2 separate regions of the Danio rerio genome follow, and region 2 is linked to region 1. A link is a contact called in public HiChIP or PLAC-seq data. All regions are on one chromosome and are shown on one strand. Each heading gives the region's core, a stretch centred on a gene start, on an enhancer-like site or on the middle of the called end of the contact. The rest is flanking DNA. Distances are from core to core; before and after follow the strand shown. Region 1 holds the start of vmac (vimentin type intermediate filament associated coiled-coil protein). Region 2 holds the start of ddx49 (DEAD (Asp-Glu-Ala-Asp) box polypeptide 49).

What was found. HiChIP or PLAC-seq counts read pairs in DNA pulled down with a chosen protein or histone mark.
Region 2: an H3K4me3 HiChIP or PLAC-seq map of embryo shows a contact between it and region 1, with 4 times the contacts expected there. The contact joins the promoter of ddx49 here to the promoter of vmac in region 1. A contact is called at or near these places in 2 of 18 Hi-C or Micro-C datasets (caudal fin and hematopoietic stem cells) and 1 of 4 datasets of contacts at active chromatin or transcription factors (embryo).

What each region holds. Positions count from the first base shown.
Region 1 is chr11:6,540,391-6,545,795 of GRCz12tu, reverse strand. It overlaps vmac (vimentin type intermediate filament associated coiled-coil protein), which reads right to left and starts at 3,727. Exons shown (of 2, transcript XM_694468.10): 1 at 3,229-3,727. The coding sequence starts at 3,419. ndufa11 (NADH:ubiquinone oxidoreductase subunit A11) reads left to right here and starts at 4,839. Exons shown (of 4, transcript NM_200525.2): 1 at 4,839-4,946. The coding sequence starts at 4,868. The region is part of intron 1 of LOC141376522 (a long non-coding RNA gene); the gene reads right to left.
Region 2 is chr11:6,978,169-6,983,573 of GRCz12tu, reverse strand. It overlaps ddx49 (DEAD (Asp-Glu-Ala-Asp) box polypeptide 49), which reads left to right and starts at 2,706. Exons shown (of 13, transcript NM_198365.1): 1 at 2,706-2,943; 2 at 3,829-3,952; 3 at 4,059-4,144; 4 at 5,147-5,268; 5 at 5,351-5,405. The coding sequence starts at 2,829. klhl26 (kelch-like family member 26) reads right to left here and starts at 1,243. Exons shown (of 4, transcript NM_001044853.3): 1 at 1,175-1,243; 2 at 854-973. The coding sequence starts at 903.

The DNA of each region.
Region 1 (5,405 bases), core at 2,478-4,977:
TGGACTTCAGCACTGTGTACTGGTGTAGTAACGAGCAAACAAAGAAAACAAAGCACAAAGGCAGAATATTACATGGGTGAGATTTTTTTTAATGTTTTTGTACGTTACGAATTTGTGCTAAACAAGAATCGAACCCCCGCGTGATTAGGGGGCCCCACGTCGTCGCGATTTTCAATAATTGAAATCCGGCAACCGCAATAATCAAACTCTTGGGAACAACTGTGGTCAGAACCAAAGTTCACAGGTCTGTGTAGTCTAAATTCCTCTCAGCTCATACCATAAAGTTGACTTGATTTTAACTCTCCTCGACGCCCACACAGGAGAAGACGCGCCGCGCTCTTCCTCGCCGCAGGTTCTCGTTAAAAATTAATGACTTCTGGCTACTTTGACGCTCTCGCTGCTTTCGGTTTGTGATCGCTCGTCAGTTTTTGAAGGATTTCCCGCGTTGTTGCTCCACCCCGCCCCCTTTCCCGCTCCTCAGTTTGTGATCGTTCCTCAGTTTGTGATCGCTTCCCCCCGTTGACCACCACCACCTCCCCCTCACCCGACACTGGGGGCCCCTTCAGTGATCCCTGCAGGGGGGCCTCCGCATTTTGCGCTACGCCACTGCACAAAATACTTGGCTTATGCTAGTTTTGTTGAATAAAATAACCAAACAATGCGAGTGAAATATGACAACGAGACGCTGCGGTGTCAGAAACTTGTATTACTGTCGGCTAAGTGAACAAGTCGATCATAACGGGGATTCATTCACAAACGAATCGCTCCCCTTCGTTAGAGTTAGAAGTAAAAGCAGGAGAGGGGTTGTGTTTCAGGACATGGACTACATCAAACTTAACCGGTAGGGTGAATAATACATTTCCATGCACACAAACACTGGCTCTTATCTTTATCAGCAATGTGGTCAATTATCCATCGATGTATAAATGTGATGTAAAACGATAATTTTCGGAATTTAAAAAAGTTTTTGCATACTGACCACCGGGAAAACATCAGATGTATATGTATATATCTCTGGCTCTAGATGGCCAGTCCTCCGCTGCACCTTGGTTCCACATTTATTTAAAAGGAGCGCTACCCTGTACTAATATGGCAGCTCTATTCCATTCGCATTTCTTCCAATAGAAAACAACAGCGTAGGTGACATCTAATGTAAATTTCTACGTAATTTTCTAACGCAGCACGTTAACGCGATAACTGCCCACCAATAAATATATATATATATAAAATTATATATATATATATATATATATATATATATATATATATATATATATATATATATATATATATATATATATATATATAAAATTTTAAATAACAAACTGTTATTTCTGAAAGCATTCACTTAATGTCATTATTTCATTTTTGGCGGAAGTGGTGTTTAGCAGCTTTTGCGTCTGAACTCTATTATATATATATATATATATATATATATATATATATATATATATATATATATATATATATATATATATATATAAAATTTTAAATAACAAACTGTTATTTCTGAAAGCATTCACTTAATGTCATTATTTTATTTTTGGCGGAAGTGGTGTTTAGCAGCTTTTGCGTCTGAACTCTTTATTATATATATATATATATATATATATATATATATATATATATATATATATATATATATATATAGTTATATATATATATATATATATATATATATATATATATATATATATATATATATATATATATATATATATATAGTTATATTGAGTTCAGACGCAAAAGCTGCTAAATGCCACTTCCGCCAAAAATGAAATAATGACATTAAGTGAATGCTTTCAGAAATAACAGTTTGTTGGCAAAAGCTGCTAAATGCCACCTGCCTTTGACAGCAAAAGCCTCTATATCTTGAAAACCAATCAGAAGGCGATTTCGATTTTAAAAGATGGAGTCAAAACTCTGTGCATTATAAGAAAAAGAAAACAATGTACAGTCGGAAGTGTAGCATGCATTCACAATAATTTTTTGTGCAGCGGCGCTACTTTGAATGAGTCCGATTTACCATACATTGAACAGCAACTCCATTTCACGAAAGACCGAGTTAAGATGCCGTTCTTTTATCCCACATGAATGCTATGAGGATAAACAGGAGACCAAGACCTTAAGTATGTTGAGAATGAATGAATGAATGAATGAATGAATGAATGATTGAATGAATGAATGAATGAATGATTGAATGAATGAATGAATGAATGAATGAATGACAGCTTCAAAAATTGTCTGAGAGACATCCCTTTTGCCCAGTAGGCTTACCTTGTGTTTTATTTGCTAATGTAAGCTATTTTTAAAAGATAAATATAATGTATAAAATTATACATTATTATATTACTTCATAATACCTATACGTCTGCTAAGCTTTTTATATTCATGGACAATGCACAGATATTGTCGTTTCAGTTTTTACACTACATTATTTGAATTCACCAAGCTTCGTTTACAATGTTTACATTGCTCTACTTACAATAAATCTAAATCCCAAATATCAGAAATGACAACAGATTGTTAGGTTTTAATGTTCTTGATTAATGCACTTATTTGACAGATTTCATTCATTCATTTTCCTTCAGCTTTTTTCCTGGTTTATCCCAGTGGAATGAACCGCCACTTACTTGACAGATTTATGTAATAATTTTTGGTGGTTTGTGTAATATGTGTTTTATGTTTGTTAAAATAATTTCTAATTACATCTTTAGTGATTTTCAACTAATTACACTGACTTGTCCCAATAGGTGGATTTAGAGGGCTTTGCATAAAAGCACTGATGAATTTTGACGCAAAATTTACCTCGTTAAAAAACAAAGAATTGTCTAAAGTGACATTTTTGGGAAAAAATATTTTATTTACTAGCTAATAACATTTTCATTACATATAATATGACACTACTAAACCTAATTATATGAGCCTGTTAGAAAATGGTCATTTACAAGAAAAGAGGTCTGATGGATTTAGAGGGTTTTGCATCTAAACTCTTCATATATATTTTCCTTGGCAGTGTGGTCACCGTTTCTCTTTAAACCATCAAAAGATATATAAAAAAAACAATGACTTCGTAAACCACCAAATCGTAACCCATTTTACTTATTTTTAAGAGTCTATTACAGCCCGGAGCTTTTCGATTTAGCACAAATGTCAACAAACAAATCTATAGAGCATCTACAGAAGGACGCAGCTGAGTACGAGCAAGTAACACCCTCTTTCCCTCACTTGTCCTTGGCCTCCGTGATCTCCTGCGTGGCGGCTCTGAGCTGCTCGTCTTTGCGGATGAGACTCTCCGCCTGCTCCCGCACGGTCCTCTCCGCCTCTCGCAGCCGCTGCTCCAGCTCCGACACCCGGCGGTGCAGCGCGGCCAGATGCGCGTTCGCCTCTCGGATCTGCACCGGAGACGGGGACGACATGATGTCCGGGATGCGGAAGATAAAAACACTCTCATCCACGGTACGGGCTGATCATCTTCTGCGGGTCGTCTCGGAGGCTGAACTCTCCCTCAGTCTCAGCATGCGTTATGCTACAGCATGCGTGGATGGATGTAGTCTTCGGTAATTCTCTGTCTGCAACACAGTGACAGTCGACAACGCGGGCTTGGCGCAGCTCGTACATTTATGATTGTGTCGTATAAACGTGGGTTATGCAGTTTGTGTATGTTTTTCCGTCCAGCTGACGTGTCATTTGCACCAACTTCATAGCAACCTGTAGCTGCTGACCCGGAAATGATATTTACAGCAACTGACCAATCAGAGTAGACGATAGACAGCATTGATCAAACTGCACTTTAGGTACCAAAATAAATGAGCTTCATTTGACTGTGTAGTTAATATACCATTTAAGACAGTAAACAAATTTTTGTTTTGTTTATTTCATTTGTTTGTTTCTTGATTGCTAATTTCTATCATGTCTCAACCAATGACTGTAAAAAATCTCAACATTGTCTCAACTCTGTTTCTCTTGCTCATAGATATATACATTAGATGTCGCCTGGCCTATTGTTGTCTATTGGACGGAATGCGTCAATAGCGCCGCCATCTTGGTACAGGGTAGCGCTCCTTTGAAATGAATGCGGGAGCAAGGTACAGTGGAGGACTGTGGCCATCCAAAAGTTTTTATGCAGCGGATGCCCTTCCAGCCGCAACCCATCTCTGGGAAACATCCACACACACATTCACACACACACTCATACACTACGGACAATTTAACCTACCCAATTCACCTGTACCGCATGTCTTTGGACTGTGGGGGAAACCGGAGCACCCGGAGGAAACCCACGCGAACGCAGGGAGAACATGCAAACTCCACACAGAAACGCTGACTGAGCCGAGGCTCGAACCAGCGACCTTCCTGCTGTGAGGCGACAGCACTACCTACCGCGCCACTGCTTCGCCAAGAATATGTTTTATTATATAAACTTGTTTTTTATTTTATTCACATGCTCTTATAGGCCTATATATAAGATTTTGTCTGCATATTTAAGTATATTTGTTTTGTTGTATAAATATTAAGGACTTTTGAATTTGTTAACTCAAAGGTGTTGTTCAGTAAAAACAGATATCATCACTATTTCACACAGCTTCAGCTTTAAATTAAACACACTGATGTGTTGTGTGGAGTGTGGACACCCGTGTTCACTGAGCTTCTACAAGATTCCCTAATGTTATCTAAGTATTACATTTTAAAGGAATGCTAAATATGATTATGTGTAAATCCTCAAATGAACTGAGGAGGGCAACATCACACATGTAGCTGTCTAGTGTGCCGCAAATCTCAAAAGAAGAAGAGGAAGTGCGAGAAGGAAGAGGTCGAGAAGAGACTCTCGCGACATCTCATTCGTGTCCTTGATGCGCTAGCAGAGATGGGCTACTGGGATCTAGAAGAGGGCAAAGACTGCGTTGCCAAAACATGGGTCACCACGAAAGTGGCCACCGTTGTAGGTTAGTCTGAAAGATATCTAAACTGTGATGGATCATTTGAGCTTAGTTTTGAACCTGCGCGTTGCTTATGCAGTATAAATGCTATGTTGTTAGCATGTGCATTAGCCCTTTAGTAAATAACAGTGTAATGTTACTGTACTGTTATGTGGTAATTATATATTTCCCACATTATTTAAATATATTAGGTGTTTGTTTTTTTATATCGTGCGGGTTTATTGGTTACAGGCTATTCCCCTGTGCTAATGAATTTACCGGTTGTTTGTGTCCTGGTTCTCGAGGTGTCATTAGATTTTGCCTGATTTAATAGAGGTAAAGTTGATTTTATATTCGCACATTCGTTTATTTAGAAGTCTCTATATTGTTTACCATGTTACTTTAAATATTCAAGCGGAATTTCCATGCATGTGTGCATTGAAAACAACATTAACACTGTTTATTTGACTGTAAACAATGTTGTAC
Region 2 (5,405 bases), core at 1,457-3,956, 440 kb before region 1:
ATATTTATTAATACATTTTAAAAAAGACATTGTTGTTTTTGTAACACTGAGCCTGAAAGTCTTTTACATCTATTTTGTACTTGTACATTTTCTGATGATTTTTGAAAACCGGTCTCAGGGTTGTTTTTTGATTCATTTTACAAAATTATTAACTTTGACAAATGCATAATTCTTTTTTTGAATTGTAAAACTGGCTTTGAATATGATCATTTTTCTTGGGAAGTTTCACATACACAATGCAAAAGTAATGTCTATTACTACCTTCTTTAATTCTTTCTGTAAAATTAAAAAGATTATTTTATGATTCTTTGACCTCAATTACAAGAAACGGCTATGAAAACATCTCTAATAATGAAAAAAAAATAATAATCTGTGCAATCTAATAATTTTAATATGATAAATCCCCTCATATATGTTTTGCATCACTGACTAAGTTTTGTATTACTGTTACATATAAAGAGTTTAGATGCAAAAACCTCTAAAAGCCATTTGATATTTTCTTCTAAAAAACAATTTATCTCAAACTCTTGTGTGTAGGCTCAGAAAATTTACTTTTATAGTGATGAATAAGTTATTTTCATTGCTTTTAAAGTAAAATACTTAACCATAAACATGGGAGGTTGAGAAAAATTATCATTTTAGGAGAAAATTTCACATGGCATTTAGAAGTTTTAGTATCTGAACTCTTCACATGTTATCATTTAATCCTGTATTCTTGTCTTTTATATGCTTCAATAAAATAATAATAATGAAAAGTGTCATTTATTAGCACTTTATCATGTTGAATATTGGAGCAACTTCTCCTTAAACCCATGTCAAGCCACATCTGACGCTTCATGACATGCCTAATTACCTGCTTTGAGCTCGATTCGCAAAGAACTCCACACCATCTGACTCCGCCATGCTCAGCGAGGATGATGATGAGGAAGGTCATCATGTGCAGAAGCCCAAATTACCGCTAACCATGCTCGGTCTTAATAAAATCAGGAAAACAACACATTACAATGACGAAACACAAACAACCTGGATCATTTTGTCAGTTTCAATCGCATAGGTTGCTACGAGACAATGACAACACTAGAAGAGGAAGTAACCGCTAATGATTTCTACCTCAATGACTTTGTACTGTACTCGAGGACAGTACAGGTGCTGCTGACAGGCTTCAGCTGCTTACCTGCGCGCGAACACACACACTCTCTCAAGAGCTGCTTGCTTGCTTCGCGCACTGGGATGGTCTTTATTTGGGAGATGGAAGAGTAACGGAATACTTACATCACGTGTGCCTTTCATAACCAATCACATTACAGTTTTGGCCACCTGTCAGAGTTGTGCGACAGTCAGCTGCTGTTTGCGGATAGTATGGAAATGAATCCGAAGTGCCGTAAGCGGTGTCCTATTTGTCGCAAAATGTGTAATTTCTGTGGTAACTGAAACAGTTTAACCCATCATTAAAGATTAGTTATCGGTTTTCTAAATAAGAGCAGTTTTTAAGCATATTCATCACATAAACAGCAACATGCTTTAGATTTTGGCATTACATTTATCTCAAGTAACACGACTCACCAGAATAAACTAAATTTATCATTCGTTCATTTTTCTTCGGCTTAATGTCTTTAATTATCAGGGGTCGCCACAGTGGAATGAACCGCCAACTTATCCAGCATATGTTTTACACAGCGTATGCCCTTCCAGCTGCAACCCAACACTGGGAAACATTTACACACATTTACACTCATACACTAGCCAATTTCATTCATTCACTCGTTTTCTTTTCACCTTACTCCCTTAATCAGGGGTCGCCACAGCGGAATGAACCGCCAATTTATCCAGCATATGTTTTACGCAGTGGTCCCCCTGACTAAAGGGACTAAGCCAAAAAATGAATGATATATGAATGAATGAATGAATGAATGAATGATTGAATGAGATAACATAAATATGTTAACCTGGTGAGTTAGTTCCTTTTTTCATACAAATGTCTATGGATTGTGATGCTTGACTTGTCGAAATTGACAAAATTCATATGCTTTTTGGAAAATGTCACATTCACAAAACAAATAGTTTGCTAACTGCACCAAAAATGTAAACTTTTTTCCACTAATTCCTATGTCTTTTCCATTTTTAAAGCTCTTAAGAAATCTCAACTGCTGAATTTTTTTGTTTGTTTTATAGTTAAAATAAATAAATAAATAAGTTAGTTTTTTATTCAGTATAACTTTGTGTTTCCGTGATAAAACTATTTTTTATTAAATTTGCTGAACATTTCCAATCAAATGTATAGCTTTTTAACATAAAATCTGTTTCAAATAACAAATAAATAAATAAATAAATAAATAAATAAATAAATAAATAAATAAATAAATAAATAAATAAGGTTTATAACAATTACCACAGAGAATAGGTTGGAGTTTAGTTTTTGGAGTTCTGGTCGTTTTACGACTTAAAAGTCCTTTAAGAGTTTCAAAATAAGTGTTTTAATCAGTCTTGAAATTGAAGATGTTAGTCGTCCTCTCTGACCACTTGTACTTGAGTATATGAAACTTGCCTAATAATATTAAACTATTTAACATAAACATGAGATTGTTATTTTTTATTTACGTAAAATCTGGTATCTCATTTCCCCAGGATTTAATATACTTTAAAAAAAATCATACAAAACGTAAAGGGCGTGTTTTATTCAGTTCGTTGCGTCATTATGTGACGTCTAATTCACGCGACTGACATATGCTCACACGAGGAAGATTGTTGTCAATTTAGCGTCTCTCGAAGTTACAATATACGGTCTAGTTTATGTTTTTGGTGTTTCGTTTTTAACTAAGCCAGTAAGAATGGCCACGTTTGAGTCTCTCGGGCTGTCTGAGTGGCTGATCCAGCAGTGTAAGCAGATGGGCATCAGCCGACCGACCGCTGTACAGGAGAAGTGTATCCCTGCTATATTAGACGGTAAACAGTTCTTTCTCTCTTCACAGTAGACAACATTTGAAGTTGATCAAAATGTTTTTTTTTTCGGTTGTAATTGCTTTACTTTCAAAATGATACACGAATAGGTGTTGTTCAATAGTTTTAGGACGGCTTCAGATGTTTACTGTAAAAAATGCATCATATTTATTTGAGGTAAAGATGGTTTTATATTAATACATTCAGACTTTATCCTTAATAATATAATTTCAGAAAATAATTTATTGCAAATTGTAAATAATGAAATCACATCAGCAGCTAGTGACTATCAAAGTAGAACATTATATATAACTATAAATATTACATTTTTCATGAAAATTTTTTGAAGGGGATACAAATAATACAGTCAAATTGTACTTATAAAGATTTGTCCCCACGGTTAAAAATGGTTCTATCATTATTTTTATTATTATTATAGCATGAAGACTATGTCATTATGGTTATTTTTAAAGTTTTCTCAGGTTCAATGACAAACTTCACAAACTTTGCACTGATTTTCAATTGGCAAAAATAACAGTGCTTAAAGTTTTCAATCTGTTTTGTCTATTGTCATTTATTGTATAATGCGTTATAGTATAATGCAATTTTAACATGTCTATATGATTTACTTTAATACTGCAAGAATATGGATTTTGCTGTGGTATAATCATAACATTTCTGTTTTTTAGGTATTAAAATGTGATTTAAATTGAAACAGAACAGTTGATAACCATAGCCACTATTGGATTATTAATATGTAACTCTTTGGGCACTTTTAGACACATACTCAAAATGAATGTTAAATGTGTTCACAATAAACAATATTTGCACTTTTTCTCGTCGTCAGAAATTATTCCGAACTGAGTGTGTATTTTGTGATCTTAATCATAGGTCGGGATTGCATGGGCTGTGCAAAAACTGGAAGTGGAAAAACAGCAGCATTTGTTCTTCCGGTACTGCAGAAGTTGTCCGAGGACCCTTATGGTGTTTTCTGCTTAGTGTTAACACCCACCAGGTTTATTTTGTTACTTATAATACTCACAGCCTGCAACATTTAAGTCCTTATTTACATGCATTTTTTGTCATTAAATAATACATTTTTTTGTCTGTTTTCTTTCTAGAGAGCTTGCTTACCAAATTGCAGAGCAATTTCGAGTTTTAGGGAAGCCACTTGGTTTAAAAGACTGTATCATTGTGGGAGGAATGGGTAAGAACTTTTACTTAAGGCTCCGAAGTGCTTCAAGCAAAATCGGAAAATTACGTTATTTCATACAAAATCTTGACAAAATAGTTTTTTTGTTTTTGTTTCAGCAATTCAAAACAGCTCACCAAAGCATTTATTTTGGGGTTTCGGGGGGGTGGTGGGTGGGGGGGCTGTCATTATTGTTGTGTTGTCTTGTGTGATGTCATTGTGTGCAGCGTGACACATTTACAACCCTGCCTACTGCAGCGGCGTTCGAAAACAGTGTACTCTCACTCAGCCTTGTTTTGACTTTCTTTTTTTCCCTTTAATCTAAATGTTTAAAGTATATCTAGGCCTTAAGTCATCCTTTAGGACATTTAAAATGATGATAACGGTTAGGGCTGCACAATTAAATGAAAAAAGATCATGATCTCGATTCGACCCCGCCCCTCCCCCCAAAACCTTTTCCAGTATCTACGATTTAGCCAATTGTATTTCCAGCTTTTGGAGAGAAGTATGTAGGAACAAGACTTCACATTGTTTAATATAGGTTTCTCTGCAATGTTGATGCCTCCAAATGGTAAAATGGGGTTTGAATATTGTATTTATAAGGTATAATTCACCCAAATTTTATGTCTTCATGTAATGGTCTTGTGTTCGTGGCAGCAAAATCACACGTGAGCTGACCATTAGCTGTGACAGAATTATGAATAGTTGAAGTCTGATGCCTTATGATCACTTACATCAGAATATTTATTTATAGACATATTTATAGTCTATTCAAGTCTATACAAAATGTAGCATTTCAATCAGAACCTATACTCATATGTTTGAGAAATAACAAAAATAGGAGCTTAATTTTAACCTTTATTTTACATCTGCAGAGTTGTGAGAAAATCGTGATCGTTGTTTTAAACAATAAAACTGCGATTCTCATTTTTGCCAGAATGGTGCAGCCTGAATAACTGTACTGTCTAGAATCATATATGTATTAAATACATATTTTTTTCTTTTTTCTTCCATTAGACATGGTTACTCAGGGTTTGGAGTTGTCAAAAAAGCCACATGTTGTTGTTGCCACACCGGGACGACTTGCTGATCACATTCGCAGCTCTGACACAATTAACCTAAACAGAATCCAATTTCTAGTAAGACGATCATTTTGTCTGCCTTCAAGCTTTTTTTTTAATATCAAAGCAGTTTTGATGTAATTAACGTGTCTTTTGACAGATCATGGATGAAGCTGATCGTCTTCTGGAGCAGGGCTGTACTGATTTTACTAAAG